Regions from separate parts of the Anas platyrhynchos genome. Here region 1 is linked to region 2. Evidence: chromatin contacts called from public Hi-C data. All regions are on one chromosome and are shown on one strand. Each heading gives the region's core, a stretch centred on a gene start, on an enhancer-like site or on the middle of the called end of the contact. The rest is flanking DNA. Distances are from core to core; before and after follow the strand shown.

The links. Hi-C and Micro-C count contacts between places; a contact is called where the count stands out from the background.
Region 1: a contact with region 2 is called in a Hi-C map of skeletal muscle, with 2.6 times the contacts expected there. The contact joins two enhancer-like sites. A contact is called at or near these places in 3 of 8 Hi-C or Micro-C datasets (liver, skeletal muscle and subcutaneous adipose tissue).

The regions. Positions count from the first base shown.
Region 1 is chr1:65,898,176-65,901,018 of IASCAAS_PekinDuck_T2T, forward strand. All of the region lies in intron 7 of CALD1 (caldesmon 1), which reads left to right. Among named protein-coding and RNA genes, the nearest start is that of CALD1, 230 kb to the left of the region's middle. Within about 2 kb of position 1,361, at least 1 of the 8 cell types and tissues checked has an H3K27ac peak or open chromatin away from gene starts, as enhancers often do.
Region 2 is chr1:65,641,190-65,643,889 of IASCAAS_PekinDuck_T2T, forward strand. All of the region lies in intron 2 of BPGM (bisphosphoglycerate mutase), which reads left to right. Among named protein-coding and RNA genes, the nearest start is that of BPGM, 11 kb to the left of the region's middle. Within about 2 kb of position 1,317, at least 2 of the 8 cell types and tissues checked have an H3K27ac peak or open chromatin away from gene starts, as enhancers often do.

The sequences.
Region 1 (2,843 bases), core at 111-2,610, 260 kb after region 2:
ACCAGATTTTTCCAGATTTTGTAGTGTCTAATATTTTTAATCAGATCTCAACCTTAAATAACTCATTTTCCAATTATACCTCTGCTTTTAATCAGACTGCATATCAGTACGAAGCACAATTCAATTGGTAACTCTTGATAGAACTTCTCTCTTGATTTCAAGGCAAACCTTCAAATTAGTGGCTTATCTACAAAAGTGAGTTTTCAGTTAGATGAAAACCTCTCCTAGCCTATATATATATATGTATATATATATATATATACACACATATATTTGTCTTTTTAAAAGTTGCATTGTTATATATATATATATTTTTCTTTTGAAAGAAACACTGGCCTTGTGGCTGTATTGGGAAATTCAGTGAAGGTAACAAATTGCTAAGGAAGTTTATTAAAAAGGGATTCTGCCTGCTAAAAGGAAGGGAATAAATGAAACAGAGCACAAATTCTTCCTTCTAGCAGAGGAACATGAGTTGGTTAGAAAACTTTTTTTTTTTCCTTCTGCACTTCTCTTTCTCTTTTACATTGGCACAGGCAAAGAAAAGGTTAAAATCTCCAGGCATGCTTAGAAATCCATGTAGGTCAGATGGGTTTTGCTGTTATATCTCAGCATTCCCCTTGTGATTCTTCCGGGAAAACCAAACTTTCTCAAAATAAAATGCAGTTCATAAGGCCCTGGAGACACCCTGACCTAAGGCCAAAAGACAGAGGGAGTCAGGCAGCATGGAGATGGGATAGCAGGAAATGGGCCTTGCTTAGAACTGTCCTGCATCATGACTTGGGTCATATCATCAATAACATGAGAACGGTTTTCTAAAAATATTTTTGTTGTGTTTTCATTTGGTTCACTTCCTGTGGGAGACAGGACTTAGTGGCAACATGTAGATCTGTATTTCCACTCATTTTTTCTTCTCCTGTTTTTTTTTCCACTCTTTCCCAAATGTGTGAAGAAGTGTGTCTAACCTAAGGCTTTCTTTGGAACTGTCTTCTTGTTTTTACATGAACACATCAGATACTCATTAGGAAGCATGTAACTTGGCTAACTCTCAATGGTGAGGATTGAGAATAAAATAGGGTAGTGAAGGCTAAAGAAAAATCTTATCTGCGTCTCGTTTGTCCATGTCAGCCAGAAAATTACTGAAAAAAAAATACATATATTTTACAGTTTCTCTTTCCCATCTCCCCTCCCACCTACCTTTCTCCCCATTTTCATGCAGGACTGGAAAAGTCCTAAATATGAAGTAACACGTTCTTCACATTGTTCTGACATTTTTGGCTCCCACAAACCACTACTTCCCTTTTCCTCCTTGTCTGAAAGCTGGCAACCAATTTCATTTCTTAGCACCAAAGAGGTACTTATGAAACTATTCCTCCACCCAGCATCTCAATGCTAATTTCTCAATCTTGACAATAGGGAATGGAGATTCCCAGAATCTGTTGAAAACAGAGGATTTTGGGAGCTGGAGGAAAATACAGAGAATTACTGCCAGCTTATTGTTTCCTATTTCAGATTATGCGGAGCCAGTAGGGGAAGTCCTGTGTGCTGCATGAGAATAAAATGAACTAGAAACTTAAATGATCTTCACTGTAAGAAGGACAAAACAGTCACCTGAGGTCTCCAAAGAAAAAAAATAAAATTAAGACTAGATTCTACTTTTGGCTTTTATGAGTTGAAGGTTGAGAGTACTTGTTGATTTCTTTGAGGCCATCTGCACTGAAGTCAGTAAGGACTAACCTTTCTCATATACTGATATAAAACAGAGCAGTTATTTATTAAGAGAATCGGAGTAACTGGTATGTTCTTAGCTCTCTTAATTTTGAGTGCTGAGCATTTGCCCTTGCCAGTGATATCATTATACCTATCAAAGGTGACCTCTTTCACCATTTTGTAGATCTGGCTGGGCTGACAACACTGAGTTTAGAGGGCAAGAGCAATAAATACATAAACAAATAAATAAATAATTAATAAATGAGTTTCCTGGGATGTTTGTTACAGAGGTTGCAAGCCTACAATGAAGCAGGAAAGCCTTAGAAAAAATGGATTTCTTGTGGGCTGCACAGGATAAATGAATTGGATCTTTAGAAATACTTGGTGCCCTATGGGATTCATGGGTTGTTCTGGATTCTTGTGACCTCTGTGAACTAAATCAGAGGTATTTCAGGGTGAACACCCAAAAGTTTACCTCAAACCTCAAGTTTTGATCCTTGCTTTGTTTTTGAATAGTCTAAGTGAAATTTCAAATAAAGCTTCCAATGTTTTCTCACAATGTTTTAGTTATTTGTATATATGTTTTATATTAAAAAAGCACAAGGGTTCCTCTCTTTAAATAGGTGTCACTATCTGATGCAAGCCCCTATCAGTGACCGTGACCCCTCACAACAACATGACTCTTATGGTGGAAGGTAACCTTCTGGTTCTACTTTCCTGGGTTAAGTAATTGCACTGCAAAAACACATTCAGGAATAGGACCTAGAGGAAAAAAAAAAAAAAAAAAAAAAAAAAAAAAAAAAAAAGGATTGTGGTCAGGTGATGTTAGGGAAATATGTTCTATGTACCTAAAACTCTAGATTAGAAAATCAAGTATGAAAGTGTCTTAGGGATACATAAATTCACAGATATCTGGGAGCTTTTTTTGTTTTTGTGTGTTTTTTTTTGTTTTTTGTTTTTTGTTTTTTCATTACTTTTTGATGTTATATATAGAAAAGACTTCCTAAAACCAAATAAACACGTTGCAAAATAAATGTCAGGTCTTACTACTTTGGTGTTGAACTTTCACAGATGAATTCCAACAGGTGAGATTCACATCCCAGGGTCAGTTTGGTTATGCTGGCATTGTTTTTTAA
Region 2 (2,700 bases), core at 67-2,566:
ATAAATTAGTCTTTAAAGTACTGGTCTTCACCCTCAGAGCTCAGCCATTCAGCCAGTCAAGGTCTTTGACCAGCTCTTCAAACTATATTGGCTTTTTTTGTTGCTCTGACCATAAGAATGGGAGGAAGATGTGGGAAGAATATGGGAGAGGGAGGGAGAAGCTGAACCATCTCTTGTAGGATTTGGCTGTAGGTGCTGAAAACTAAGCCCCACGGGGTTTGTCTCTGCAGGACTTGCCAGGGTGCCAGTACTTCAGAGCTACCAGATAAAAGTGAACTTTTAAGCTTGAGATTTGTGGAGAAATGTACTTTGTAGTAGACCTGTGAAGATAATACTGAAGGACTGTCTACCAGTCAAAGTCCCCCCCTGTGTATTTCACACCTTGAAGAGAAGTAGCAGCCTGTTTGATCATCCAGATCAGTTAAATGAAGTTTAAGTGAGATGGAATAGTTCTAAATGTGACTCTGAAAAATCTTTAAGTGCTGTAGCAAATTCTTATCGTCCTGTACCTAATTGCTTCCTGCTGTACAGCTAATAAAGAACCGATGCTTCAGAGGTGCTCAAAAGAACATGGAGAAAGCCCACTTGAAGAAGGTGGCTGACCAGTCAGCATTTTATCTGGCCTCCTAAAGAAGGCTCTGAGTACTTTGGTAATGTCTGTATTCTCATGATTACTTTCTTAGGGATGATTAAACCTCTCTAGGGGAAAATCTGCTTCCAGCAGCACAGACTCAGCCCTGCTGAAGAATACTTAAGCATCAGTATTACACTAGAGGGAAGAGTGTTGCTGCTTCAATGGTCTCATTTCCTGTGGCACCTCATAGTCAGCAGTTGAGTTCTTGTCCTCACTTCACTCTCCTTCATGTATGAGATTGGATGCAGTTGTAACACAGGCCAGGTCAAATGAAATGCAGGAAAAGGTCACTGTGCTATAGTTAAAGCACATGAAGTAACCAGATAGCAGTTTAGCTTGCTCTTGGAAGGGCCAGAGTGTAAGATGTGATCTCTTACTGTCTTCCTAGCCTGCTGGGGGTGTCCTCCAGGCATTTTGCTTGCAAACTGAGGGGCTTGTGTCAAGCCTGATCAATATCTCTCTGGCTGGAGAAAAGTGCTATACAAATAGAGTAACAATGCTGAAATAAAGCAGCAGGACACTATTGGCTCTTTAGGATTTTCATGTCTCAACCCAAAACTCCAGCCTTCTGCCTGTGAGGCAATGCTTCCACAGGAGGAAAAATCCCAGTGAGAAAGCCAACATTCTTGCCACAGCTTGTTTATCCCAGGCTGTACTTCTTATTTGTACATCCATACTGGTTGTCTCTGGTGTGGTCGCTGTGTTTGCCACAAAGGTAAAATGCATTTCTGAGTCTGTGTAGCAACAGCCACTTTTATTTAATCCAGATTTAGAGGAAACCTTTAAATATCCAGGCAGCTGACTGCATTGTGGTTTGCCTAAATTCTCCTGTATGACTTCATCTGCTTTGTTTAAATCTGGATGGTTTAGTCTGGGAGGCTGAATGAGAGGTGGGCAGAACGCTTCCTAGGGCCAGATTTTTGGTGGATAGGTGGTGATGTGTATGTTGTTAAAATCCGTGTTTAAGAACCATGAAAATAAGATCTCAGACAACTTGGCTGCTTGTTTTGCAAACCAAAGTCCTTGAGGAAAATGTTTGTGCCTAGTAAATGGACTTTCCCATTGTGCGTGGTTACAAAACTGTAGATGCTCCTTGGTGCTGTGATGTAGGTCTGGGATCCTACTCCCTATAACACATGAATTTACCCTTGTATACAGGGATCTATTCAACTGGCTGAGTATGTGACTTTCTTGATGAACTGATGGTTCAATACAAAACAAGGAGCTTCTTGCAAGGGTTTATCTGTTTCTTGCCCCATTTCCTTCTGAAACAGCTGATCTACAGCTAAACCAAGTGCTTGGTCTAACCAAAACAAGAACAGGTCACTGCAAAAACTTTGTGTTTGTGTAGTCTCAGGGTGGTGGCATAAAATGATTGTCACCTCCTGATTACTTGTTTTTTCTGACCTGCTGTCATACCACTGTTGCTGAGTGGCTAGACTTTGTTTTTCTCAATGTGTTGGCTCTGCTCTTTCACTTAATGTGAAGAGTACTGGTAAATTTGCACCCGTGTGTTCGGAGAGCCACCTGTTTTGTCAGCTGCTCAAGAGAATGTTTTCTTGTCCTGTAGTTTATATGGAGTCATTGTTTTTAGAAGCTTGTGTGATTTTTTTTTTTTTTGTAAGCATGAATTACTTGAAGGTGTCCTACTTCTCAACAGCAGACAGGCTGAGACCTCAAGTGCTTCTTAAAGCAGAGATGGAAGGGGAAATGCTGACATTCCTCCAATTCTGGACAGAAGAAAGTTGACGTTATCAGGAGTAATGTCTCCAGTCATTGCTCTTTAATGCAAACATTTAAACTCATTAAAATTTTTTACTAGAGGTTTGGTCTCAATTCACTTGATACTTTAGACTAGCATGCTTGATGTCAACATACTCAGTGGTTTCATTGAGACTGGAGCCCCAGAATACTTAAAATGCATGAAATTTTCTCTATAGGTATACCTTATTTTTAGTTTTCCTACACTTGTTTCACTAAGTTGTATAACTTGACTTCCTTCTCTTCCTCTTTCCTTCCTTTGAAAGTGGAAATGGGTATCCTGATCTAGTAACTCTGGGAATAGT